Linked DNA regions of Mus musculus: regions 2, 3, 4, 5, 6 and 7 are each linked to region 1. A link is a contact called in public ChIA-PET and HiChIP or PLAC-seq data. All regions are on one chromosome and are shown on one strand. The core of a region is the stretch at or near the end of the contact, and the rest is flanking DNA. Distances in the headings are between cores, read along the strand shown. Region 1 holds the start of Bcl6 (B cell leukemia/lymphoma 6). Region 2 overlaps Lpp (LIM domain containing preferred translocation partner in lipoma). Region 3 holds the start of Eif4a2 (eukaryotic translation initiation factor 4A2). Region 4 overlaps Lpp (LIM domain containing preferred translocation partner in lipoma). Region 5 holds the start of C730014E05Rik (RIKEN cDNA C730014E05 gene). Region 6 overlaps Lpp (LIM domain containing preferred translocation partner in lipoma). Region 7 overlaps Lpp (LIM domain containing preferred translocation partner in lipoma).

What was found. ChIA-PET counts read pairs in DNA pulled down with a chosen protein or histone mark. HiChIP or PLAC-seq counts read pairs in DNA pulled down with a chosen protein or histone mark.
Region 2: a contact with region 1 is called in an H3K4me3 HiChIP or PLAC-seq map of bone marrow-derived macrophages, with 16 times the contacts expected there. The contact joins the enhancer-like site here to the promoter of Bcl6 in region 1. A contact is called at or near these places in 22 of 39 promoter capture datasets (the 3T3-L1 cell line, 3T3-L1-derived adipocytes, the C10 cell line and 15 more), 3 of 15 datasets of contacts at CTCF or cohesin (embryonic stem cells, large pre-B cells and pro-B cells), 7 of 484 Hi-C or Micro-C datasets (the CH12 cell line, the HPC-7 cell line, bone marrow-derived macrophages and 4 more), 34 of 115 datasets of contacts at active chromatin or transcription factors (the 230-238 cell line, DN3 thymocytes, the NIH/3T3 cell line and 22 more) and 4 of 9 other capture datasets (adipose tissue, liver, macrophages and 1 more).
Region 3: a contact with region 1 is called in an RNA polymerase II ChIA-PET map of memory CD8 T cells, with 94 read pairs. The contact joins the promoter of Eif4a2 here to the promoter of Bcl6 in region 1. A contact is called at or near these places in 1 of 39 promoter capture datasets (cranial neural crest), 4 of 115 datasets of contacts at active chromatin or transcription factors (effector CD8 T cells, embryonic stem cells, memory CD8 T cells and 1 more) and 2 of 9 other capture datasets (adipose tissue and liver).
Region 4: a contact with region 1 is called in an H3K4me3 HiChIP or PLAC-seq map of bone marrow-derived macrophages, with 14 times the contacts expected there. The contact joins the enhancer-like site here to the promoter of Bcl6 in region 1. A contact is called at or near these places in 17 of 39 promoter capture datasets (the 3T3-L1 cell line, 3T3-L1-derived adipocytes, the C10 cell line and 11 more), 2 of 15 datasets of contacts at CTCF or cohesin (embryonic stem cells and large pre-B cells), 13 of 484 Hi-C or Micro-C datasets (the AML12 cell line, B cells, bone marrow-derived macrophages and 9 more), 36 of 115 datasets of contacts at active chromatin or transcription factors (the 230-238 cell line, the NIH/3T3 cell line, the SCID.adh cell line and 28 more) and 4 of 9 other capture datasets (adipose tissue, embryonic stem cells, macrophages and 1 more).
Region 5: a contact with region 1 is called in an H3K27ac HiChIP or PLAC-seq map of regulatory T cell precursor, with 4 times the contacts expected there. The contact joins the promoter of C730014E05Rik here to the promoter of Bcl6 in region 1. A contact is called at or near these places in 1 of 39 promoter capture datasets (the HPC-7 cell line), 2 of 484 Hi-C or Micro-C datasets (both in CD4 T cells) and 2 of 115 datasets of contacts at active chromatin or transcription factors (regulatory T cell precursor and thymic regulatory T cells).
Region 6: a contact with region 1 is called in an H3K27ac HiChIP or PLAC-seq map of the NIH/3T3 cell line, with 12 times the contacts expected there. The contact joins the enhancer-like site here to the promoter of Bcl6 in region 1. A contact is called at or near these places in 19 of 39 promoter capture datasets (the 3T3-L1 cell line, 3T3-L1-derived adipocytes, the C10 cell line and 15 more), 3 of 15 datasets of contacts at CTCF or cohesin (embryonic stem cells, large pre-B cells and pro-B cells), 39 of 484 Hi-C or Micro-C datasets (3T3-L1-derived adipocytes, B cells, the C2C12 cell line and 25 more), 44 of 115 datasets of contacts at active chromatin or transcription factors (the 230-238 cell line, the NIH/3T3 cell line, the SCID.adh cell line and 31 more) and 5 of 9 other capture datasets (adipose tissue, embryonic stem cells, liver and 2 more).
Region 7: an H3K4me3 HiChIP or PLAC-seq map of bone marrow-derived macrophages shows a contact between it and region 1, with 13 times the contacts expected there. The contact joins the enhancer-like site here to the promoter of Bcl6 in region 1. A contact is called at or near these places in 24 of 39 promoter capture datasets (the 3T3-L1 cell line, 3T3-L1-derived adipocytes, the C10 cell line and 16 more), 6 of 15 datasets of contacts at CTCF or cohesin (CD8 T cells, embryonic stem cells, large pre-B cells and 3 more), 53 of 484 Hi-C or Micro-C datasets (the 63-12 cell line, the AML12 cell line, the AtT-20 cell line and 29 more), 53 of 115 datasets of contacts at active chromatin or transcription factors (the 230-238 cell line, CD8 T cells, DN3 thymocytes and 37 more) and 5 of 9 other capture datasets (adipose tissue, embryonic stem cells, liver and 2 more).

What each region holds. Positions count from the first base shown.
Region 1 is chr16:23,986,964-23,990,558 of GRCm38.p6, forward strand. Bcl6 (B cell leukemia/lymphoma 6) reads right to left here and starts at 1,889. Exons shown (of 10, transcript NM_009744.4): 1 at 1,612-1,889. Gm31527 (a long non-coding RNA gene) reads left to right here and starts at 1,304. Exons shown (of 2, transcript XR_384770.3): 1 at 1,304-2,265.
Region 2 is chr16:24,859,093-24,862,692 of GRCm38.p6, forward strand. All of the region lies in intron 9 of Lpp (LIM domain containing preferred translocation partner in lipoma), which reads left to right. Among named protein-coding and RNA genes, the nearest start is that of Gm22672, 23 kb to the right of the region's middle. Within about 2 kb of position 1,464, at least 47 of the 459 cell types and tissues checked have an H3K27ac peak or open chromatin away from gene starts, as enhancers often do. A contact at or near this core is called in acute myeloid leukemia, bone marrow-derived macrophages, centrocytes and 2 more, where this site is marked.
Region 3 is chr16:23,106,098-23,109,545 of GRCm38.p6, forward strand. It overlaps Eif4a2 (eukaryotic translation initiation factor 4A2), which reads left to right and starts at 1,371. Exons shown (of 11, transcript NM_013506.3): 1 at 1,371-1,723; 2 at 2,491-2,536; 3 at 2,622-2,754; 4 at 3,023-3,162. The coding sequence starts at 1,695. Snord2 (small nucleolar RNA, C/D box 2) reads left to right here and starts at 2,856; the gene lies at 2,856-2,923.
Region 4 is chr16:24,784,559-24,788,356 of GRCm38.p6, forward strand. The region is part of intron 8 of Lpp (LIM domain containing preferred translocation partner in lipoma); the gene reads left to right. Among named protein-coding and RNA genes, the nearest start is that of Mir28a, 41 kb to the right of the region's middle. Within about 2 kb of position 1,328, at least 4 of the 459 cell types and tissues checked have an H3K27ac peak or open chromatin away from gene starts, as enhancers often do. A contact at or near this core is called in acute myeloid leukemia and bone marrow-derived macrophages, where this site is marked.
Region 5 is chr16:23,173,367-23,177,006 of GRCm38.p6, forward strand. C730014E05Rik (RIKEN cDNA C730014E05 gene) reads left to right here and starts at 1,914. Exons shown (of 3, transcript NR_155420.1): 1 at 1,914-2,037.
Region 6 is chr16:24,731,511-24,734,910 of GRCm38.p6, forward strand. All of the region lies in intron 7 of Lpp (LIM domain containing preferred translocation partner in lipoma), which reads left to right. Among named protein-coding and RNA genes, the nearest start is that of Mir28a, 95 kb to the right of the region's middle. Within about 2 kb of position 1,986, at least 49 of the 459 cell types and tissues checked have an H3K27ac peak or open chromatin away from gene starts, as enhancers often do. A contact at or near this core is called in the C2C12 cell line, the C3H10T1/2 cell line, the HL-1 cell line and 8 more, where this site is marked.
Region 7 is chr16:24,877,731-24,881,478 of GRCm38.p6, forward strand. The region is part of intron 9 of Lpp (LIM domain containing preferred translocation partner in lipoma); the gene reads left to right. Among named protein-coding and RNA genes, the nearest start is that of Gm22672, 4.6 kb to the right of the region's middle. Within about 2 kb of position 1,386, at least 35 of the 459 cell types and tissues checked have an H3K27ac peak or open chromatin away from gene starts, as enhancers often do. A contact at or near this core is called in the 63-12 cell line, the SCID.adh cell line, SST interneurons and 7 more, where this site is marked.

The DNA.
Region 1 (3,595 bases), core at 639-3,138:
AACCCGCAGTTCTCAAGACATTTAACGTTCACTGTTTCCGGCAGGGGTGGCCTCCAGCTCCCACTGCCCCCCAGGCAGCCCATTTCCTAGGTTCCAACTCTCAACCCACTCCCTCCCCGGGCCGCCGCCGCCGCTTTTCCCCATTCCTACTCCCTCCCTTGAGGAGAGCCACAGGTTGCAAATCCAACCAACCTCGCAATCTGTTTTTGCAAAATCACTCACAAAGATCTCCCTATCGCACCCGCTCCTCCCGTCCGGGGTCCCCCAGCAGGAATCACAAAGTACCCCTTCTTCCCTCCCTGATCTTGCAAATCAGGAACGCAGGCTGGGGCTCTGTTTTTCTTCCTTCTCCCAAAATAAGGACCTTGGGAATCTGAAGAGTGGCTATCGCTATACCCAGGGCCACTTTTTTTTTTTTTTTTTTTTTTAAACACAGCTTGCACCAAGGGGGAAAAATGAAATTAAATTTAGGAAAGGGAGGGAACTACCGCTGAGAGCCAACGCAGTCACGCAGCACCCAAAATACAAACACCGCGGCCGCCAGAAATCCCGCCACCTCTCCGGAGCTCCGGGCTGGCTGGCCAAGACCCCCCCGGGTCCCGCACGCTGAAAGCGCCGCAGGTGCAAAAAAAACAAAAAACAAAAAACAAAAAAACCGCGCACCCCTCTCCCACCCTCCCCCAAAATCCCTGTCCCGCCTTCAAGCCTCCTTCCTCGGGCTGGGCAGACCGAGCGCACCCGGGTTCCCGACTGCCTCGACTCCAACCAAGAAAGAGTAATTTTCAAAGTATTCAACGTCCCCGCCCCCCGTGCAAGCGAAGCCTTCCCAAAACACTGTCTCTCCTTGGGAAGATCACGGCTCTCAAAGGAAACTGCAGACACGATACTTCATCTGGCTTTATGACCAAAAAGAAAAGGGAAAATAAAACAACCAGCCGAGGAGTTGGCTTGCATTCCCCCCGCTGACTCCCGGCTCGGGTGCAAGGCAGGGACTGTGCGGGGCCGGGGCCGGGGCCGGGGCCGGTGGACGGCCGCCAACGCGGGCACCGGGAGAACTGAGCGGGGAGGGAGGCAGCGGCGGGGAAGGCAGTTTGCAAGCGAGCAGAGAAAGCAAGCCAAGCCGCGCGAAGCCGGCGGGGCCGCCGCGGTCCGCCCTCCCAGGCCGCGCAACCCAGCGCCCGCCGCCCCGCGCCCCTGCGTCTCCAAACACCGAAACAACACCGGGCAGGGCGGCACAGCCTCCCCGAGGCGGCCGAGGCGCTCCAAGACAGCAAAAAAAAAAAAAAAAAAAAAAAAAAAAGAAGAAGAAGAAGAAGAAGAAGAAGAAGAAGAAGAATACGTATGCGAAAAGCTAGATCCTACAGTGGGAGAGACGTGGGGCTGATCTTCGGCATTTATTTTAACACCTGACAGCTAGAATCAATAAATAGATACATTTATATCAATAGATACACATAGGAAACTTGGAGCCAAAGCATTTGGCAAAAGCGGAAAAAAAAAGAATTAAAAGGTAAAATAATGATCATGAGCAGCGGCGGCGGCAGCGGCACCAGCGGCAACAGCGGCGGCGGCGGCAGCGGCAGCGGCGGCGGCAGCAACAGCAATAATCACCTGGTGTCCGGCCTTTCCTAGAAACTTCTTGCATCACCACTTCTAAGAACCCCAGTTCTAAGAATCAACAGAGCTCAATTCTCGGAATTTGAGCTGCGGGCTTTACCATTGCTCCGCAGCAGGGGAGGACTCGGTGGCAGCGGCGCGCTCCGCAGCGCCCTCCCGGCCGGCAGAATGCCTCGGGGCCGCGCCGCTCGCCGCCCTATAGTGCGGATCGTGGTTCCCGCAGCACCGCCGCCCGGAACACCGGGGGTCCCGAGGCGGGCGCGCGCGGCTACAAGGCGACCCTCCCTGCCCCGGGCCACCGATGGAACCGCCCGCTCCGCCGCCGTCACGTGGGCTCCGTGACGTCGGCGTCTTCGCTGTAGCAAAGCTCGGCCTCTGGAATTCTGAGAACTAATTTGCTATTCGGTGACATAAGAGGGAGAGTGCGCTTTGCTTTCCCGGGGTCTGGGGCTAATTCTTCCTCTCCTACCCATAAACTCGGCTCCTCGAGCTAAATACACAAAAGGGAGCGAGAGAGTTGAGCCGTTAGAACAAGTGTGTTAGAGGCAGGTTTAGAGAGACGAGGGAGGGAGAAAACAATAAATACCACAGCTCCTTCCAGCTAGAGTATTAGGCACCACGAGAAAAATATTTGCCAAGCAGTTTTCGGTGGGTTCATTTGTTTTCTTTTTATTTGGGACAATTATGTTGGGGCGGGGGGGGGGTCCTTTGGGGATGGTGGCTTGGGATGCTCCTGTTGTATTTTAATGATTTAGGTGGGGTTTTTTTTCCGCTTCTGATTTTTGCCTTTTGCAAGTTTGTGGTGTTATGTAAATCGTCGGGACTGTCATTCGTTGGTTTTATTGTCTCCCTGCGTTCTCGCTTTCTCTCTCTCTCTCTCTCTATCTCTCTCTCTCTCTAAAGGTGCAATATTTCAACCTAATACCATTGACAGAAGCTTACATTTTTGGCCACATATGACAGCCCCAACCTCCAACACCACCACCGCTCCCCGCCCGCCCCCCCCGCCCGCCCCCCAGCCGCCCTTGGTACAATTTCCTTTTCCTCTTGGACTTTTGCTGAAGCTTTCCTGCACTTGAAAGAGATGTAAAAGGATTTGGATTGGTTTGGTTTGTTTCTTTCCAGGACAGCGAGTGGTGGGTTTACTCTGTTACTGTTGACTCTCAGGAAATTTCTTGATGCTAGAAATGTGTGTGTGGGTACGTGTAATGTTTGCCTGTTACAACATTCTGTGAAGCCAAATACATGTTTGTATTTTGCTATTTTCTTAAGGTCTTGAACATTCCCCCCACCCTTTTTTTTAAACCCCCACTGGGTTCGTTTCAAGGTCGTCGGGAGAAAGGAAAAAAAATCTCTTCAGTATGTGTTGAAGGGATCAGCCTGAGGGAATTCTAAAGGCCTGGCTGCCAGGATCACAGATACTGCGCGTATTGAGTACAGGCTGTGCTACACTAGGCGCACTGCTCGCAGCCGGGTCCTCTAGGCTTTGGAGCAGAGCTGAGGGGAGGAGAGGAGCGGAATCTTTCTTTCCCTTCTTTCTTCCTTTATTTTAAAAGGTGAATACAGGGCAGACTCCTTTCACGGTGGGCCCTGGGTTATGTGTTCATAGCTGCAGTTTCCTTATTTAAATGTTGGTCGGGGTTTTTGCCCTCCTACTCATCCCTGGATGAGTGAGACTCTTGTTTCTTTTATGTCTGTCTCTTGCAAGAAGGGTGTGAGCTAAATAATATTCAGATTCCTTAAGAACTAGAATGAACTCAAAGTGTTTGGAGCAAAAGACTCTTTCAAAGGTCAGGCTGTTCTGGGCTTTAGCTGTGAAAGTCCTTCAAGTGGCTCGTTAAATCACAGAGGGGTTTTCAAGCATTCGCAAAATATCTCCACATATTAATTTCTAATGAATACTTGTGGACCACAACCCTAAACGTGGGCTTAAAAATAGAGATGCAAGCAGAGTTCTGGAAGACTGCTGGCTTGTGGG
Region 2 (3,600 bases), core at 214-2,713, 870 kb after region 1:
GCCATCAGTACCATATACTACTGTACTTTCTGTCAGTCACATGGTTATCCAAGGAATATCAAACCAAGATTGTTGGAATGGAAAGGGTCCAGACTTTTTGGGTTCTAAGCATGAAGAGTAAGAATCATCCAAGGGAGCAACATTTTCATGAGACAAAGCTATGTGCCCATATGCGCTGTACATGTATAAGTCTGTATATAGAGAGATGATAGATAGACAGATGGCAGATAGATAGATAGATAGATAGATAGATAGATAGATAGATAGAAGATAGATAGATGATAGATAGATGATAGGTAGATAGATGATAGGTAGATAGGTAGAGAGATGATAGATAGAAAATTAAACAGACACAGATATCCTTAAGCCCATACCCACTGACAAATTTTAACTGACTATGGCATATTCTTAGTTATAATAGAATTAAAATCTAAGTTGAGAATTACTGATCAAGTTTCATCTTGTCACATCATAGACCCGAAGACAGAAACACACTGGCAACTACTTTCAGAAGGTCCTCTGTGACACATCTGTGTAAGGAACCCTGGTTCTATGACTTTCACTAATAGTGATTTTCATTTTTATTTCACAAAACGATATTTCTGGATTGCATCATGTCTTGCTTCATGGTTGCGGTGGAACATAAGCGAGCAGGCAGGGGTTTTTACTGTGTCTGGGGTCCCATGATAGATGTGTTGGTAAGGGAGGATGTGTTCACTGGTTTCTGCTGAGATTCACCTGTTCACTAATGACAGCTCCTCAGCACATTTTCATAGTGGTAGGTCCGTGGGCTGCATAGTTTTGTGTGTGTGTTTTCAATTTCAGTTCCTTTGATAACTGAGCAAATAACAGAGATGATGAAACCGAACAGAATTAATCTCCTAGATTGTGTGTCACTTCTCCTTTTCAGTGAGTCAGTACGTTTGGTAATGACACGGGAGATTAGAAGGTTGCAACGTGTGCCTCAGTGAATGCTTGTGGGAAACTCACTATTTGCCCATCACAGATTTATGTGGAGTGAATGAGAGTTTTACTGCACAGAATATCCAGGATGGAGAAAAGATAAATAAATTTGGAAGTCTTTGCCCTCAAGAAACTCATAGACTGTCACAGGTTAGACAACCAAAAATGTATAATAACCCTTTCCCTGTGAGGTATCTGTGCATATGACCAAAGGATGCCTTGGGACATGGAAAGCAGTGGTAGCTTAAGGGCTGATACCTGAGCTGCATCTGTAAGGAAAGACTCCCCCGGCCCCTGTAGAAAGGAGAAGAAAGGCATGATAAAATGAAGAACTTGGTAGAAAGGAAGGCAGGGAAAGTGTTCCCTCTTGAGATAGCAGAATGTCTTCAGCACTAACAGGGTGATGAGCCAGCAGTAGGGACGTGGAAGGCGAGACAGTCAGTGTTCAGCGAGGAGCTGGTCCATGCCACTAGATCTGTGCTTGATCCAGGAGAGAACAACTGTTCCTGTTGCCAAGTAGCACTGCTAGTGACTGAGATGATCTCACAGAGGCACCTCGTGGGGCAGAGTACAGACTTGCCAGGTGGAACAGAAAGATGGCATTGCTGTCTTTTACTCACGCTTCAAAACAGGAAGTGCCTAAGTAAGCAGCTTTTCGGATCAATGCAGCCATGCTTTACCTGCCCTTGGGTTCTTCCGCATCAGCAGGACTAGGGGCATACTGCTGCTGTGCAAAGATGCCACCAAATGCAACAGAAGGCAGATCACCCAATCTTTAGAAGTGGAAATGTATATACATCTAGATTTGAATGTTGCTTCCAAGTTTCAACAAAAAGGCAAGCTGTCAGAAAACCCCTCACATGTGTATTCTCAACTGAGTTCTTGTGGTTTTTTGGTCCTGGTGCCTACTGAAGAGTTTGTCTATGTTTACAATGGAAAAGACCTTGGGAGCCATCTCCAAATCTTGTTTGTTTGTTTGTTTGTTTGTTTTAATAAAACTAGAGAGAATGGCTCCAGCCATCATTGGGAGCACGCATGTGATCCTTCCATTCATGTGGAAGCCTGGCTTCCTTTTCATGCTGTTACTAATCAAGTGTTCATTAGTCATGAATTAGTGAGTTATCCCAAGGCATGCCTTGATATCACAGTCCCTGTTCACTCGCGCTTATTTAGTACAGTTTCCATTACCTAGAATATACTGTGGCTTACATATATTAAGTGAAAAATTCTAGAAAGAAACAGATTGTAAGGTTTGAATGGCATGTCATTGTGGGGAACATGCTGAAACCTCACACCGTCCTTCTTCATCCAGTCAGGACATGAGCATTCCCTGGGGCCTTTGCCTCACATGACACCTGTAGTAGCCCACTCTACCACTGCTGATACCAGGAAGGCAGTCGTACTGTCAGAAAGGGTATGGCCAGTAACTTTATTCCATGTAGATGTGGCCTCTGAATAAAACCAAAGGTGCTGCTGATTCAGACATGCCAGAGGCTGACAGCTGCTTCCAATAAGTGCAAGGTGAAACTACTCATGCTAATAGGAGAAGGGGGAAAACCCGAATGCTGAGACTGCTAAACTCTGCAGAAAACCGAATCTTAGTATCCAGGGAGAAAGTAATTCATGACGATGTTTCTATCTTGCCTTAAACTGCAAAAATTATGATCGCAGTGAGTAATAAATGATATAGTTCTGTACTATCAATGATTAGGGGCATCAAAGGGGACAGTCTCAGGATGAAAATGGGCACGTACTAGAGAAATAAGAAAGACAAAATAGCTAAATGTTTGGTAAGGATGTGTGATTGAATTTATCATCTATATGCTTGGTTCCCTCCACTTTTTATACTAAAAAAGATCTTTGTTCTTTATTTTTCTGAATTTCATATGTATGTACATATATGTGTGTGTGTGTGTGTATGCAACATTATCATTTCTGCACCCCATTTTTCTCCTTAAAACCCTTGTATACACCCCCCCCACACACAAGATGCCTTCCAACTTCATGTCTTTTTTTTTTTTTAAATTCATTCCAGTTAGTGCTGTGATATGTTCCCAGATGTGGGGAGACCATCCACTGGTATATGAGAAAACTACCAGCATCCATACCCTCCATAAAGACACACACACACACACACACACACACACACACACACACACACACACGGCCCAGCGACTATCTTGCAAGCTGTCTGTAGTTCCTCAGCATATCATGAGGCCCTGGGAAAGATGAGCTGATGATCTCCACTGCCCTTTCAAAGGGGCCTTAGGTTAGAAAGGGAGCTTGGCCCAGTTGAGACCCTTAGCCTTTCTCACTTCTTCTCACACTGGCTCAATAAAGTGGAGAAAGAATTTTATTGATGATGAAAATTGTATCAGTATTTTTTTTATGGTGCCCAAAACAATCAGCATTGTTTTATTGTTTTATTTTCCTATTGATACAGTAAATTACTACAAATGTGGGGCCTACAGCAACACATATTTGTTATCTCACTGAATGTATCAGAATTCAAGGTATTAGCAAGGCTCCATTACTTTCTTCAGCCCTCGGAAGCAGTCCTGTTTTGCCTTAGACCTCTCTCGAGGCTTCGGATAGCCCCCAGCAATGGCATTTCTGATCATTTTTTCCACTAGTCAC
Region 3 (3,448 bases), core at 121-2,620, 880 kb before region 1:
TTTTATGGCAACTTTGAAAGAGACTCTACACAGGATGGCCAATCCATTTTGTCACTCACTCACTTGTCCCTTGAGGCAAGGTCTCATTATATAGCCCTTGCTGGCCTGAACCCTCTAAGACTTGCAGGGATCCACGAGCCTCCACTTCCTGAGTGCTAGGGTTAAAAGTCCATGTCACCACACCCGGTCTCTATTTTGTCATCATTTTGTAACAGTTTCTGACACAATAACTTCCAAATAAGTACAGGTTTTATTTTTGAGTAAGGATAGCACATAGGGCTGGCAAGATGATTCAATGCTGGCCTTAGGGCATGCTGACCTAAGTTCCATCCCCAGGACCCACTTGTGGGATCCAAGTAGTAGGAGACGAATCAACTCCTAAGAGTCGTCCGTTGACTTCCACGCGCTGAGGTGCACACTCAATAAATAAACAAATACAATTTAATCTAATTTAATCTTTTTAGAGCCAAATACTTTTCGTAAATTACCAAACTGAGCCTTTTCCTTCTCTGGTTAGTCAGTCTTTGGTCTTCTGAATTAATGAGAAAAATTTTTGAGTGTTCAGGATACTTTCATATTTTAAAATTCAAGGATTAAATATCTTATATTTTTTTGCAAGGGGCTCGAGTTGTGGCTGACTGGAAACGTCTAGGCTTATGCAGCCATGCAAGTTTATTACGAGCAATACGAACTATATTGTCTCAATTTCAGTAAGGCAATATTAGATGATTAAAATCGTTTTTGTTTTTTGTTTTTGTTTTGTTTTACCAGAAGAGACAATCAGCTCTTGAAGTGCTAGGGCTGAGTCTGCCAGAAGCACCCATTTACATTTCTGTGTTACAAAGAATGACAGGTCCTTTGCACAAGTTGGTAGTGATTCTATCAGTCATTTCTCGCACCTGTTAGGTTGAAATTATTAGCATTATTTTTTAAGCCAGAGCTGAAGACGACCGACCAGAAAGAGATGAAAATCGAATCACCACCCTAGGGACATCTGTTAATGATACTACACACTGTGCTTCTCGTCTTACAAAAATAGAACTGCAAACTGGATTTCCTAGGATGTGCTGGGTGGCCGACATTTTCCGTGGCAGGGGTTTCACACGTTCCAGATCTGAATGGATATTAAATGGCTGGGCGAAATGCCAGGTAGCCCTTTCCTGTCACATTAAACAGCAGTGAGAACGGGCGGGGTAACCCTATTCTGTTCCGGCACGGAACGCGGTGGCTCGGACCAAGGGCACGCTGACGCGCAGGTAGCCCGGAGCTGCGTCCTGGAGACGCCGCCCGCCAGCGAACAGCGCCACCGGCTTCCGCCCTAAGCGCCCAGGGCTCCGCCGGCCTCTGCGGCAGGGCCGCGGAAACCCCGTAGGAGCAGGGCGGCCGAGGAGCGCGGCGCGCGGTCGCGCTGCTGCAATATTCTTCCGCCGAAAGCAAAGAGTCCCAGACCCGTTCCCGATTCGTGGATCTCCGGGAACGCTGTAATACCAAGTAATAGTGAAATGTGGATTTTGTCATCGACTCCTGTAGGGCTTCACCTCCGGTAACAAACTCCAGGAGTACAATTTTGTGGCTTCCGAAAGGGGAATAAGGAAATTCCTCCGCGAGAAACGGGTTCCGGCCGCGAGCCTATAAAAAACGGGCGGCGCCGTCCGCCTGTCTTTTCAGTCGGGCGCTGAGTGGGTTTTCGGATCATGTCTGGTGGCTCCGCGGATTACAACAGGTACGGCGCTCCCGGGGCGGCCGGTGGCCTGTAGTCAAGGTCACTAGGACCCGCGTTGAGGTGGGTTGCTTGGCGGCCACACTGCAGGTATGCGGGCTTTTTCTTAGGGCACACACTTCTCCTTGTGCCCTTCGAGAAGCTTCCATGATGGTAAGACTCCAGATGTTGGGGAGACAGGACGGATACAAGAACGGAGTATTAAGGATGCCCTTTCTTAGGACACATTGTGACATCTTGGCTGCTGCCCCTCCCCGTACGGGATATGGCAAGCGGAGCCGTGGCGCAGACTGCTTAGGGGCGGGTAACCGGGACCCGAAGGTTTATTGGCGGCCAGTGGCGCGAGCTGGCGTTCTTAGGGTTCTGTCGAGATGGGAGATTGGACGGCCAGGGGACGATCACCCTGGACCGTGAAACGGAGCGACGGAGCCGTTGGCATGGACCTGCCTGGGCCTTTCGGCGTCAATCACGCCGGCTTGCGCAGAGTTAGGGGCGGAGCTCGGCGCGCGGAGCACTCGCGAGAGCTTCGCTTCCCAAGCGGGAGGGCCTGGTCCTAGGGCACTGAGTAAAGGGGCGTCTATACTTAGGGGTCCAAGTCCCAAGCTGTTGGGGAGGGCGAATGGCGCTTCGCAGCATTGCGGCCGGTTTTGAGGCGTTTTCAGCAGAGCACAGGGGCGCGGAGGGGAATGAGGTACGGGGTGGAAGGGCCCTTTAAGGGTCTCTGCGTGGCTTGGAAGCAGTATGTCTAACTGCAGTGTTGTTGTCAGCAGAGAACATGGCGGCCCAGAGGGAATGGACCCCGATGGTGTCATCGAGGTAAGGAGTGGGTGTGGACGTTAAAGGTTTGGAAAGGTACATTTTTTTTTCATGTCTTATTCATAGTTTCATTATTAACTTACAGAGCAACTGGAATGAAATTGTTGATAACTTTGATGATATGAATTTAAAGGAGTCCCTTCTTCGAGGCATCTATGCATATGGTTTTGAGAAGCCTTCAGCTATTCAGCAAAGAGCTATTATCCCTTGTATTAAAGGTAAAACTCTATTGCCGTTAGGATAAGTGCTCTGCACATACATGGACCGGAAAAGGGAAAGTGACCTTTGGGGAAGTACTAGCACCTGATTGTATTCCTTAAAGTGAAATGATGGCAAATCATCTTTCGGGACTGACCTGAAATGAAGAGAATACTCTTGCTGATCACTTATGTGGGCGTAACTTTATGTTCCAACTGGAATACATGGTGTATAGTAGAAGTAACGATTTGATGTGGGATCGGTAAATATGTATCCTACTTTTTTTAGGGTATGATGTGATTGCTCAAGCTCAGTCAGGTACTGGCAAGACAGCCACATTTGCTATTTCCATCCTGCAACAGTTGGAGATTGAGTTCAAGGAGACCCAAGCACTAGTATTGGCCCCCACCAGAGAACTGGCTCAACAGGTATTGATAGTGTAGTTCAAAAAACTGCTTGCGTGTTGCATAGGTTTCAGGTTTCACAACTGTGAAGAATTTAAAATTAAAACGTATAAATTGTCCTAGTCCTGTGAGAGCCCCCATTTTAATTGTCCATGCATGCAGGGAGTTTTGTTGAAAGCTAAGCAGGAAATGGGTATTGTAGGTATGACTTTAGGGATTGATTGCACCTCAACAGTTAAACCCATAGGTTTCTCAGGGTGGATTATATCTGTACCCATTTAAAATTTGGAATGCAGTTGTGCAACATGAA
Region 4 (3,798 bases), core at 78-2,577, 800 kb after region 1:
TGTCCCACTAGCGGATCATCTAGGAAAGCTGTGCTATGTGGCATGCGTATGTTGTAAAAGCCTGAAAAGGAATTCCCCAGATACTTTCATTAGAAAAGTAGTCAGTTGTGAATTCCTCCAAAAGAAACCAGATTCCTTAAATACATTTTTTGGTACAGTATTAAAAGCCTAGGAGTTTATAATTAAAGCTTCAACTCTTTATTTATTTCCATAGCTTGGGATTCTAAGCATATTGCAGAACATATCTGAACTATTGCTCCAAACCACTCAAAATTTGTACCAAATTAAGTGCTTATTCATGCACTGGGCTCTGTGTTTACACACACACACACACACACACACACACACACACACACACACAGAGAGAGAGAGAGAGAGAGAGAGAGAGAGAAGAGAAGAGAAGAGAAGAGAAGAGAAGAGAAGAGAAGAAGAGAAGAGAAGAGGAGAGAGAGAAAAACGCAAACAGAAAATAGTGCCAAGGCAGAGAGAGTGTTTAATATTTATAGTAAGATAGGATACTCTTACTAGGTATATATAGAGGAAAAGTTCCAATTTGATTTTTGAGCAAATGGAAGCCAGGAGAGGAGAATAAAAATTCACCTTCATGGTTGGCAAGAATGAAAGGTGTAGGTACCAGAAAAGGCTCTGGTCAAAGAGGACTATGGAAAATTGATTAACAAATCCCACCTTGCAGAAGACAATGTGTTACAAGACTCACATGTTCTATAGAGATTTGGAGAGGGTGGGCCTCTGAACACAGAAATGACTTACGCTGGGAATTAACATTCTTCTAGGTTTGGTGGAACCACTGAACTTAGTGGCTTCTCGGTGTAACAAAGCATTCTCAACTCTGCTAGCATATACCTTAACAAAAGTTCAGTCATCTCCCCGGGAGTATTTTATATTTTATTCCAAGTTGATACTTCTTAAATGTTTCTAAAATAGAATTTGTGGTTGAGCATTGCAAAATGCTATATATGTATAATGTGGAATAAAAAATTTTCAGAGTTTTGTTATGAGAAAGGAATCATAAAGGAAACTTTCTATGCTCAGTGAAAATAGTAAGCTATTGAGCACATTTATAACTCAGTAAGTGATAGTTCTCTTGAACCTTATGCTCAGTGGAAGTAGCCATTACTAGGTAACTATTAGTTTATGGGATTTAAAATTACCATGGAAACAAGGCCTGTGGGCTTCTCTGTGAGGAACTTTCTAGATAAGGTAAATGGAGGCTGAAAGACCCATCCTAATTGTGGGCAGCAGTATTGCAATAGGCTGGTCCTGGATTGAGCAAGAAGGAGCAGGCAGCACAAACATGCTCAGTTCCTGATTTAGAATAAAATGTGACCAACTGTCTGTAGCTCTAGCTGTCAGGACTGCCCACCAAGATGGACTGTACCCTCAAACTGTACCAAAAGAAGCCCTTCTCCCTTGAGTAGCTTTTGTCAGGATACCTTACTACAGCGTTAGGAAGTGGTAAATACAGAACAGGAACAGAGAAAGGTCAAAAACATTTCAGTTAGACAGTACTGGGTTCAAAATATGACTGTGCTTTCTATTAACTATGTACCTCTGAGTTGACCAACTCTCTTAATTTCAGCTTTCATATTTGCAAAAGGATAGAGTGGCACCTTCAGAATGGAATATAGTAAAGAATAAACAATAAATATATTTACACACAAAATCCACTACTGGCAAGTAGTGTAGCATGTGCAGTGGTTCCTTTAATGCTCCGAACATCATCCTAAAACTCGTGGTGTGATACCCAGTGTCTTCCAAAGCAAACCACTCCAGCCTTAGACGTTTAGGTTTAGAACTTCCCCCTAAAGCACAGTGGAATAGTAAAGAAAAAAAAAAAAAAGAAAGAAAGAAAGAAAGGAAAAGAAAAGAAAAGAAAAGAAGATACCATTTTCTGTATGACTTTCTTTAGAAATATTTCAGAAGAAATTTTCAAATCCTTGCAGTCTTTGCCTCACTTACATGGCCATTCCACAGCATCATCTATTTTCCATTGACAGTTCTGAGAGCCATATGTACTCAATGGCTCTCCCCTTGACTTGTGGCTTTACCAGTTCAGCAAGTTGAAGTTTACTAGGAGCCAAGTCCCAATAGGATCTGAGCCTTAGAAGCACAGTGACATCTTTGCTAACTTGCACTGTGCGTGCTGTGCTTTGAAATGGAAAGCTTATTGCCCTTCCTTGCTTGTCCATGAGAAAATATTTGTAGAACACCCCATTTAGAAGAAAAATGGTTTATACATTCTCTTCCTGATAGGATTAGGAGTCTGATCTTGCCCTGTCAGTTCTTGGCCCCACCTGCCAAGGAGAAGAAGGAGAAGGGGAGGGGCCTTGGAGGAAGAATTGTGGGAGGGGGTGACAGGAGGGGTAGCTGAGCAAGATGTAAAGTAAATAAGTAAAAATACTAAATTAAAAGTAAATAAAAGAAAGAAGAGATTAAAAATGACTTGCAAAGAATACTTAAAATAATTTATATTGGATTAATGAATGTAAACTCAAGTAAATTTGTAGGAAAATGTTTTATGACATTTTGGCTGTGATGAAATTAAAGTTAAGGTAGCCTACGATACCTTCTGAGTTTTACATTATATGCAGGGCCCACTTTAATCCAGAACAATTTCTTTCTTGATATCAGGTTTGTTGCCCAAAGTAAGTAGTATGGGTAGGATATGGTACTGCGCTTGGTCAGTGATCCAAGCATCAAGTCTTTCCTCAGTTTCCCTCAAGGTTTCACCTAAGATGTGTCAGTTGCTTGCCTGCAGTAGTGATATCATACAAAACCAATCCTAGAGTTATATATACTGAAAGAATCCTGGGGACTACAAATACAGTCCTACAGGCTAGCCCTTCAAAAATCAAAAATACTAATAATATTTTTTAATTGATTATATGGGGTCATATAAATTTACTTGATCTAATCTATAACTTTGTGAATGGCTTAAGGCAGAGTTGCTATAGTCTCAGTTTCACTAGTGAGCCTACTGACCTGGGGAATTAAAACTGTGCATGAAAGTAAAGATGTCCAAGTAGCCTTATCTCTGGTAACCTGGCTTGTTTCGAGCAATCACAAAATCGTTATCTTACACATTTAGCGAGCAGAAGCACCGGGCTGCCTAGAAACAGAAGCCTTACTACATCTGAAATCTCCCTTAGCCAGCTCCTTCTCTAATGCCCCATTTGATAAAGCCCCAAAATGAACAAAATGTTGTCTCCCACAAACCCAGAAAATCATTACAAAGCTGTGATGGTTTGAATACCATATTCTCTGCCATTTGAATCCTTGGTCCACCATTGGGGGTGACATTTGGGGTGTATAGGAGATATGGTCTTGTTGGAGGAAGTATTCACAGGAGGTGGAGCTTAAAGTCTGGTACCCTTTCTTAAGTATTCTCTCTGCCTCCTACTTTCTTTTGGAGATGAAGCTCTCAGATGCTTCAGCCATTATGCTAGCTGTTAGCTGCCATGCTGCCCCGCATGATTTGGTTGACTCTAATCCCGCTGGAAGCCTGAATAAACCATTCCTTCTACAAGGTGCTTCAGTCATGGTATTTTATCACTGCAATAGCATAGTACCTAATACAGAAACTATAGAATAATCCACCAGACCCATTATTGTTTTTAAATTACTTCAGTCTCAGTTCAGATCTCCTCTCTGCATCCTGTGCTATTGTGTGTGACTCAGTCCTTCCCCTCCCTGGATCTCACAGTGAGTATCATGTGCCTATCTGGGTATTGACATCTATTAAACCAAGACATCATGTTAGTGTCTCTCTTAATGCTT
Region 5 (3,640 bases), core at 664-3,163, 810 kb before region 1:
GGGGCCCAGTGCACTGTGGGTGATGCCACTCTTAGACAGGTTGTTCTGGGCTGTATGACAAAGGTAGCTGAGCAAGCCAGGCTGAGCCAGCCAGTGAGCAGTGCTCCTCCCAGTCTCTGCTTCAGTCCCTCTGGCTAGGTTCTTCCCTGCCCTGGCTTCTCTTCAGGAGGGACTATAAGATGTTACATGAAATCAAGTTTTTCCTCACCAAATTGTTTTCCACTCTGGTACTGATCATGACAATAGAGAGAAAACCAAGACAATGACTTAATGTCTTTGGTGACCTTTAGGTAGATTCTTTGGAATGTATGAGCAGACCCCTAGTTTCCACCAAAGGGCTAAGAATGCTTTAAGCCTCTAAGGTCTCTAGCAGTTTCCCCTGCTCTGCTATAATGTGTTTGTTCAATGTATCCGTGCATCTATGGAATGTATCCCTGCATCTATGGAATGTATCCATCAGTATGTTTGAAGCTGTTACTTTACAACTTTCTTTGTCCAGTTGCTATAGAGGACCATGAAAATGCCACATCCCTGGAAAATGGTGATGATGATGTAGAGTTGCAGAAGTACTCTCCAAGAAGTCCTTGTCTGTGTCCAGCTCTTGACGCGTTGCCCTCTGTTTTCCTCTAGTTGTTTCAGAGTTTCAGGTCTTACATTAAAGTCGCTGGTCACCTTTGAGCCCAGTTTTGCATATTCTGAGAGACTGGCCTATGGTGTCTGACTTTCCAGAGCTCCCAGTGCCACTTGTTGAGGACTTTGTACTTTTCAGGTTTACATTTGGCACCTTTAGCAAGAACCACATAGCAGTAGCTGGATTGTCCTTGTTTTCCCTTGATCTGGTTTTGCGTCTGTACCGTGCCATTTTGTCACTGAAGTTCTATAATTAGAAGTCAGGTGTTATTCCTTCAATGTGGCTTTTGTTCAGTATTTCTTTGGCTATTTTGGGTCTTGTTTTTTTCATATGAACGTCAGGATCAATACTCTCTATTTTTATAAAGAATGTCATTTGGATTTTGATGGGGATGGCATTGTTTGTAGATTGCATTGAATATTATGACCATTTTAACAGTATCACTTATGTTTACTAATGAACATGACAGAACTTTCTTTTTTTTTTTTTTTTAATTTTATTTATTTTATTATTATATGTAAGTACACTGTAGCTGTCTTCAGACACACCAAAAGAGGGAGTCAGATTTCGTTACTGATGGTTGTGAGCCACCATGTGGTTGCTGGGATTCGAACTCTGGACCTTCGGAAGAGCAGTCGGGTGCTCTTACCCACTGAGCCATCTCACCAGCCCATGACAGAACTTTCTATCTCCCAGTGTTTTCATTATTATTGTGTGTGTGGTGTACGCATGTGTGTGTGGTGCATGTATAAGTGTTCCTGTGTATGTGCACCATTTGGAGTTTTGAGACAGGGCCTCTCACTGACTCTGAAGTTCGTACATCTGCCTAAGCTGGCGAGTTAGCCTTAGTGAAAGCATAAGAGAACAGTTCCTTCTTGTAGAAAGGCTCAATCAATCAATCTTAAAAAGAGAGAAAGGCCATGTCCCTACTGTTATCATAAAAAGACTAAGATATGATTTCCATTTATGAGGAGCGGATGTTCTAGGCCCCCACTCCAAGTCAGTCAGGAAGTCTTTGTATCAGAGGTACCGCTTGAAGGAGGAGGCGCTTACTAAACTGAGATGAGCAAGAGATAGCACCCACTCACAGAAGACCGTGGAGGAGAAGTTAAAAGCAGAGATGGGCTGATAAGGCAAAATGAGAAGTTCAGGGCAGCTTGTGGAAAAAGTGTTACAGAAAAAGCCAAACAGAAAGGCAACTGAACTGGCAAGGTTCAACGCACCACATTTCAGTACATATCTAGATATCAGTTTTTTGAGATAGAAAGCGAATAAACACTTTCTAAGCAGGAGCATCATAGGAGCACATGGGCACTGAGCTAAGGACACCTGCTGATACAGCTGATGCTCATAGGTCAGAGTTGGTATTGTTTGTCATTGGACTGGCAATGAAGACAGAAGCAGAGGTGGGTGAGTTCAAGAGAAAAGACTACATTAGAATGGTAACACTGGCATGTGGGGTTATAGGGTCCATTTCTCTGTCTCATCAGTTAAACTGCTGTTATTGTCAAGAGAAAGAGGGGAAGGTCATTGCGTGCTAGGTGGCTGTGAGTGACCCAGCCTCCACTCCAGAGAAACAGACATGGGTTTGGCCTCATCACTAGCCCGTCAAGTGAATCTTGAGAAACTGACATGTCTGTCAGTACAGGCAGGAACACATTCTGTGCTGTCCTTGCCACTTGGACAATCAGAGATAAAGGAAGATCACTTCCTCCTAGGAAGTCCACGGAAGTTCTTTGTGTCTTGCCTCTGCATTGAGGGGTACTGCCTTCAATGCACTTGTTGGTACCTTTGATTTTCATGTTGTATTTTGAGGTATTTTAATTTAGGGCTGTCTATATGTTGAAGGATAACATTATGGATAGTAGAGAGTGAGGTATTCAGCATTTATGTAACTTTGGGTCTTATGAAAATATCTTCTAAGGTTGAGAGATGTCTGTTGGTGAAGAACTTTTGGGAGTTGATCACAACTGATAAGCCCTTTCTCCTAATTATGTTATTTCTTATCCTTATTTTATGCTTGAGTCAATTACTGATTCCAAGAAAGAGACAGGAAGTGTGTGTGGCAGCATCCCTTGGCCAGATAACCAGAGGCACCATTCCCCTTGTGCTCTGGTCACAGACGCTGACTTCCTCCTTCATTGGGTAAACATCCTTTCCTTATCCCTGTTTTCCTTAAAGTCAGCACTTCCCTAACGTTTTCCTGTTCTGGAGAAAAGCCTTCCAGCAATCAAGTCAAATCAAACCAGAGAGGTTAGTAAGGATGGGCCATGGTGAGGAAATTTGAATTAGCAAATTTCCGAGTGCTTCTGGTCCTCAGCCTGCTATCTTTCCCTGCCCATAGGGCTGTCAGTGGAGACAGGACATCAATGAACAAGACTCTCCATGAAAGTAGCCACCCATAACCATATGGAAAAGGCAGCATTCTCCTCAAATGAAAGCAAACCTTAGGTCTAGAAATGCATGTTTCTTATCCAAGAATGCCTCTAATTAGTGTACTGCATTCCCCCAAATTAAAGGCTAAAACTGCCACAAAGTAAATGCCTGTTTGTTGCATTCTTATCTTTGGCAGCTTTTCTCTTAAGGACTTGACACCCTTCTGAAGAGAAGAGCAGTCCTAAATTTGATATCTATTCTCGTTTATTTTGTTCTGCTACCATAGAATCCCTGAGACTGGTTAGTTCATAGAAACACAAATTTATTTTTAACTGTTCTGGTATCTGGAGAATCCAAGACCAATGTGCCAGTGTTTTGTCAGGGTTTGGCCTCTGACTGTGGCATGGTCCTTTGAATATTGCATTCTCTAGATGGGAGGGCTGTTGTGCCTCAGCAGGTCAGACAGCTGAAGAGCAACGGCCATACCTCCTCCATCGCGACTTCTTTCTGTAGTGTCATGAATCAGTTCATGGGTATGGAACCCACAAGAGCCAAGGACCCCCATTAGGCCCCATCTCCAGACACTGCTGCGTTAGGGAACAGATTCTCAGCTCCCTGCTTTGGAGAACCACG
Region 6 (3,400 bases), core at 736-3,235, 740 kb after region 1:
CATGTTTGTATTACACAATAATGTGTTTAAAACATGAGAAGGCAATGCTTACTAATACTTGTAAGACTTGGGAGCATAGGATCCTTTCTCTGTACCTATACCTAACGATTCTATATTGTGCCATTTGCCATGTGTTTGGTTGCCATTCTGCGTGTATAGTTTTTATGGATATATTTCATAAATTTCTAAATAAGTGTTGTGTTAATGGGTGTAAAAATATGCCTGAGAAGAGCAGTCTATGAAGAGGAGTTTAAGTTCTTCATGGGTTGATTCTATTGCTTGGGACCTGTTATGATGGCAGAATAATATCATAGAGAGCACATGGAAAAATAACTGCTTGCTTCATATTTATGAAATGAAACTAGAGATGGAGCCTAAGGCCCAGCATGCCCGAACCAGTGCCTGCTCTCAAGCTATAACCTCATTCTGTATGCTCTGCTGTCCAGTGGCTCGCCTAGCAGCGCCATCCTTAGGAGCGTGCTGAATATATGCAGTGCTTTGGGACATTCTAGATCCAAACCATAGCATATTGTAGATGTATTAAATATGCAATTTAGCATATTTATTAATTTTATAAGAATCATTATGTGTGCCTTTATATATATATATATATATATACCCATTATACACATGTATATACATATTTAGATATATGCAGTTCGTATGGCTATATTTATAAAGATATAAACTATAATTTTATTCCTCTCTAGGTCTTTCCCTTCCTCTCTCCCCAGGTCTCTCTCTGCCTCCTTACCTCTCTACTCCTCTCTCTCTCCTCCTTTTCCTTCCTTCCTTTTTCTCTTCCTTCCTTCCTTCTTTCCTGCCTGCCTGCCTGCCTGCCTGCCTGCCTTCCTGCCTTCCTTCCTTCCTTCCTTCCTTCCTTCCTTCCTTCCTTCCTTCCTTCCTTTCTTCCTACTCTTCCTTCCCTCCCCTGTCCCTTTCTCCTTGCTTCCCTCCCTCCCTCCCTCCCTCCCTCCCTCTTTCCCTTCTTCCCTCTCTCCCTTCACTCTCTCTGTCTCTCTCCTCTTTCTTTCTTTCTTTCTTTCTTTCTTTCTTTCTTTCTTTCTTTCTTTCTTTCCCCCTTTCTTTCTAGAAAATCAGTCCCTTGTATCTTTCACAGCTGACACTGTGAAACCTAGATCTCAACTATAGTAAGGCTGAAAACTAAGGTGAGGTTTTTGCTTTAAAGGAAGTGGTTTGTCCTTGCATATATGAATCCTTGACCTAGTATGTTTAAAACAAAGGAATAGTTAGGATTCTAAATATGAATGTCAGCATTTGAGGAAATAGTTCTTTCTACTTCCCCAGAGATAACAGTTCCTGCTCCTTTCCCCTCCCCTTCTTTTCCTTCTCTCTTCCCCCCTCTCCCTCCCTCTCCCTCCATCCCCTTCTCTTCCCACATCCTTTCCTATTATGCTTTCACTTTTACTGGTTTGGCTTGTTTCTTCTCAGTCAGGGATGTTGCTCACCAGTACCTTAAGCTATTTTTTCTTCTCATTTTCTCTAAATATCGTCTATGGTGTGAGGTTTTTTTTTTTTTTTTTTTAACTTATTTCCTTCCTGGGACTCTTTCTGATAGATTTAAATACAGCTCCTGCAGCCCCTTCATACACTTTACCTGCTTTGATCAGTCCATGCTGCAGCAGTCCAGGCTAGCTCTGCAGCCACTTGTAGTGGGTCACGGTGTAGCAGAGTATACCACAGCTACCTGAGCCTTCAATGCCTGCAGCACAGGTTCAGCATTGGGGTATGTTTGGGATTAAGTAGATGTTCCTTCCAGGGCTCACTGAAGCTTCCATTACTATCATGAATGATCTTCCCTCTCTCTCAGTTCCAGCCCAGATGGAGTCTTGACTTTTCATAATTTATTCAGTGACATGCACTTCCTGTGTCTAATAGTCAATCACTTACCAAAGGGGGAGAGGTGATAAGAGAGTAAGAATAATTTTGTCATGATTCATAGGCACTTGGCCTTCACTGAGTATTACCAAAAAGCAGACAAGGCAGGCTCTGCTAACCAGCATTCCTACATGGATTCTTGTGGCCTGAGCAGTCTCTAAGCCATGCCAAAAGCATCCCTGAAGTATTTACAAGGAATATATTTCTGTGGATGGGGATGTACTCTAAGCCTTTTTGTGCAGAAATATGTAGAGGAAAGAACAAAAGGAGGAAAATAGGTAGGACGCCTGCATTTGAAACCTGGTTCTCACCAGTCTCAGCCCTAAGATGTCACAGCGCGCTCTTAAATCCTTTACTCTCTTTGTAAGTATTTCAATGCGGAAAAAAAAAAAGTATATTTGTCAGGAGTCTGTGATCAAGAAAAAAAGTTGGGAAAACTAAAGCAATTAATAAAAAATGGAAAAAAATGTCAATTAGTCAGGATCTAATTTTATTATTCTAAATATTATGGAGTTTAAAAAAAACAGAAGGAGGTAAGTGCTTAGCTTTAAAAGTTTTTGTCAACCATAGTGCTACTATGTAGCCATTGGCTAGAAAATGACAATTGTGGGTTTTTTTTTTTAAGCACTGTCCTGATATACTGTCCTGAAGAATGATGCTGTTGAAACAAAGTACTGTTCTCAATAAATTTCTTGTGTGTGTCTGTGTGTGTGTGTATATATATATATATGTATATATATATGTATATATATGTATATATAATATATATTATATATATATTATATATAAACACTATGTACTCATAAAGTTAATGTGTGTGTGTGTGTTCAAAACAATTTGCCTGATTTGGGGAGGAATTTTGTTTTTGAACTTGCTCCCCTTTGTTCTGTGGCACTTGGAGATTCATGCCCCCACCTTGTTGAAGCTGGTGGGAGATACATTCCTACATTCTTAGGAGGAAGTCATGGTTCTTTAAAAATATCTGGCCTATTTTTCTTACATGGTGAAAAATGTTAATGTAGTAGGAGAGCATATTAGTCTTGGGACACCAGTATATTTGTTATGATTTGTTTTCTACCCAAAGTCAAAGATCTACAGAAGCCCTCATAATGTCCCAGAGGTTTTGTCAAAGAAATAGAACCAGCCTGAGGTATGTATTGGGATTAGCTGTGAAGGATATCTGTGGACTGACTAGGAAAACAGAAGTCCACACAGTAGGGTGTTAAAAGCAGCAGGCTGGCTGACAACTGGTTCATTCAGGTCTTCCCAGACCATCACTTCCTTGAAGCCAGTTGATTGGATTTTAATGAAATCTAGATGCCTCCAATTCCTGTTTGGTCCCAGGGACAGTAAGCAAAAAATGGTGATCTTCCAACCTGAGATGAAAGAGAAACATTGCTTGTCCAAGAGTGACTGCCTGTTCTCAGTCTTTGTGGGGTTGGCTGTTGCCTCTTCTCCTTAGCCTTATTCTTACATTCTGCTTTTCGATGATAGCAATTGA
Region 7 (3,748 bases), core at 136-2,635, 890 kb after region 1:
TCACTTGACACTTGTTTATGTGGATATTCACATTCTGTGTTACCTGTTCCAGCTACATGTTAAGATTCGTTGCCATTTGCCCAAGAACTGTTCTATTAAAACATTTTCAATTTTACTAGAAATTTAATGAGAATTCCTCTATTACTCTGTGAATTTTTACCAATCCAGTGTTCAAAGTTGTATGTGGAAAGCAGTGTCTCAGAGGGAAGCAATATGAAACACATGGAACATCTTTCAGGAGCCACATGACAAACCACAAGATTCAGATAAGAATGAAATTCCCTCTAAAAGCAGGCTTAGAGGCTGGGCACAGGATCCTGATAAGGTAGCAGGGAGCCAATGGATTCAGGCTTTGAAAGCTAGCTGGGAAATTCCATGTATGTGTAAAAGGGAGAAAGCCTTTTACCAAGCCATGCATGAAGGTTACTGCTGTCTCTGCTAGGCTGCCACATAAGTAGGTCAATAAATAGTTCATTCAAGTATAACTTTAGTACCTATTCTAAATGGTTTAGAATCTTTTGAATAAGCATGAATTTAAAAAAAAAGAACCCTCTAATATATTGTTCCAAGATTTTTAGCTCAGCAAATCTCTTCTACAATCTTTTGGAGTTGGCAAGTTCCTCAGAAGCTATCCTAAGGATAGTGGTGGTATAGACAAGACAGACGAAGGGGCTCATCACTGCCCTTCATGCCCCCTCTCCTTATTGCTTTAGTGGACAGTAGGACCACCTAGTCCTCAGGATCCATCCTCAGAGCACTGCTGGAAGACCTCTCCATCTTCCTTGATCAGGTACTGATTTACAAAAGCAAGAGTTTGGCCAGCCCATGTCTCCGATTCCCACTGCCTTGTTCTTGAAGTTGCTCTTCATGTTTCCCTCCAGCAAATCCCATGGGGAACCTCTGAAGTGCCTAAGTTACTCTTTAATAAATATCTCTCTTCTCTGAGGCACCATCCCTCCTAGTTGAACCACCTGCCACAAGCTAAATTATTCCTTAGTGTTTACACCTTGCGGATATTTATAGCCATCATCATGGCACCCCTTAGTCATCCTCCAGCCCCGGTGTGTTACATATATAGCTCTTTTAATCTTTCTACAAAGTCAGACTCCTCAGTCTCTTAATCACTTGTACCATCCTCTCTCTGGTGCCTATAAGAGAACAGTTTGAATATATCCCAGATGGCAAAAAATAACCCCAACATGTGGTAACTAGGGGGAGAAAACCACGGAGGAGATGAAAGGAGCAATCTCCAGGTTAATTAGTGGGGTGGCCGCAAATATGTGCACAGTTTGTTTCAGAAATAAAGCAAGCTGTATTTGTTGTAACTGTCTCCACTTTGAACTCAGTAGTATGTTGGTGGAGCCAAGCTGTGTTGATGGTCCAAACAGCCACTAAAGACCTTTGACTTTGTACTCCCTCTGTGTATCTCTTGCTTAAGATGGACTTCAAATAGGATCACATAGCGATACAAGAAAATATTACTAGTTTCTGTTTAGTTTTATGGCTTTACGTGGTTTCTGAGCTTCATATAAGCTCAGTAAGGGAGGACCTTTGACTTGTCTCTCTCGTTATTAGGCACATGGGTATTAGTCATCTTATAAAATTAGCAGTGTTTACTGAATATGATAGCCTAAATAAGGAACAACTTCAGTACAAGAGTGATTGCTCAGAAATGCTCCACAGACAGCAGGAGAATATGGCCATTTCCAAGTTTGTTTTTTTATTAGATATTTTCTTCATTTACATTTCAAATGCTATCCCGAGAGTCCCCTATACCCTCCCCCCACCTGCTCCCCAACCCACCCACTCCCACTTTCATAATGTTTTGAAAGGCTATGCAGAAATGTCCACTAAGTGATTTTCTCCACACCTGATTCAGCCTTGATTCAGTTTATGTACTTATCTTACAAAATGTATCTTGGGTTGGAAAACTAAACTCTGAAGGAGTCCTTAGGAAAACCTCCCGATTCCTTTGGGGGAGGCTGCAGGATGTACCATCTGTAAGAAGAGTGTGCCTCAGCTGTATAAGAAAGGTAGCTGGCAAGGCATAGGAGTGCATGCTTTTAGTCACAGCACACAAAGTCCAGACAGCTTAAAGCAAAACCAGAGAAGAATGCTGCTTACTGGCTTGCCAGGAAAGGAACTTGCAACAGAAACAACATGTAGGAACGCTCTTCACTAGCTTGCTCAGTTCCTTTTCTTATACACACCAGACCCACCTGCCCAAGGATGGCACTGCCCATGGTGTGCTGGGTCCTCTAGCATCAGCCATTAATCAAGAAAATGCCTCATAGATATGCACACAGGCAAATCTGATGGAGATGGGTCCCTCAACCGAGATTTCCTCTTCTCAGAAATGCATGTCTAAGTTTGTGTTGAGATGACAGAAGGTATTGCAGGAAGGTACCTGAGGATGGGCCTGAAGTCAGCCTCTTCATTAAGTTCCTGTATTGAGTTTTTGCCTTGGCTTCCTTTGATGATACACTGTAAACTCTAAGGTGAGATAAGACCTCTCCTCCCCAAATGCCTCTTGGTCATATGGTGACCACAGCAACAGAACACACAGCAGAGAGGATGTGACCAGCCTCCATCTGTGACTCCTAGGAAATTTTCCTTTTCCCAGAGTCTCACGTGGTCCAGAAAGTGTTCCTTCTGGCCCAGCCATGCCCCTCCTATAGAATTGTATGCTTTCTTCTGCAGATGTCTCTAATGTTCTTTCAGGCTGATCAACTCTGACAGTTTCTTCGTGTTTTCTTTTACCAAGCATTTGTCTGCAGCTTAGAAGATATGAGTCTCACCAGAGTTCATTAGAATAGATTTTAGGCTTTAATATTTGTAACTGAGCAGTTCTGCCAGTCTGAAGGTAGCCAAGGACAACCATTTCCTCTCACACACAAAGTAAGGTTGTGAAGGGACTTTTTCTCTGAATGAAGGAGGGGAAGAGGAAAGTAGAAGCCTTCTCATGTTTTATTCAAATGTTAACAAAGAAATCGAGAAGTGTGTTTCCTTAAAATTGACACCATTTTTATCCCAAATGTTCCGGTGAGTGATAGTGGGTATGGCAGGCAGTCACAGCAGGGGGAGCTTTCTCCAGGAGCTCAGTCCCCGTGGGAAGCATTACCTCCAAGTAATACACTAATCGCTTTGAATCCTGCATATTTTCACATACTGTGTGCATACATACGGATATTAATAACTGTTCCCTAGACGTCACTTCAGCACTTGGAGAGCTCAGTGTTGCTAAGCAAGTGCTGGAGATGGAATCAGATGCAGATGGCAGTTCAGCAGAGAGGATTTTACAGAGACGCATGAGGAGAAAGGACGGAGGTGCTGACTCCATCCCCATGGATCTTTGAGTTCTGAGGTGATCAGCTTGTGTGAGCTATGCCTGATATTCATCCACCCACTGCACTGAGATTATAAATGGCATTGCTAGTGCTTAAAGGTACTTACCTCAGAATCCATCTACTCACATCCTACCTGCATCTTATTCAGTGGTTTCTGTCTAGTAATTTCTTACAGCATTGAGACATACATAAATTTTACTGTTTTGTGTATATGTTCTATTTCCATATATATCTTAGAAGAATTCATATTTTATACTATATATATATATAGATGTATATGTCTATGTGTATATCATATAGAAATTCAGAGGGGAGGAGACCCTTTTTCATACTACCTTCTGATATCTCAGACTAAGGATGATATTCCTATATTATATAAGGCTCCATTAAGGGAAGTAGCT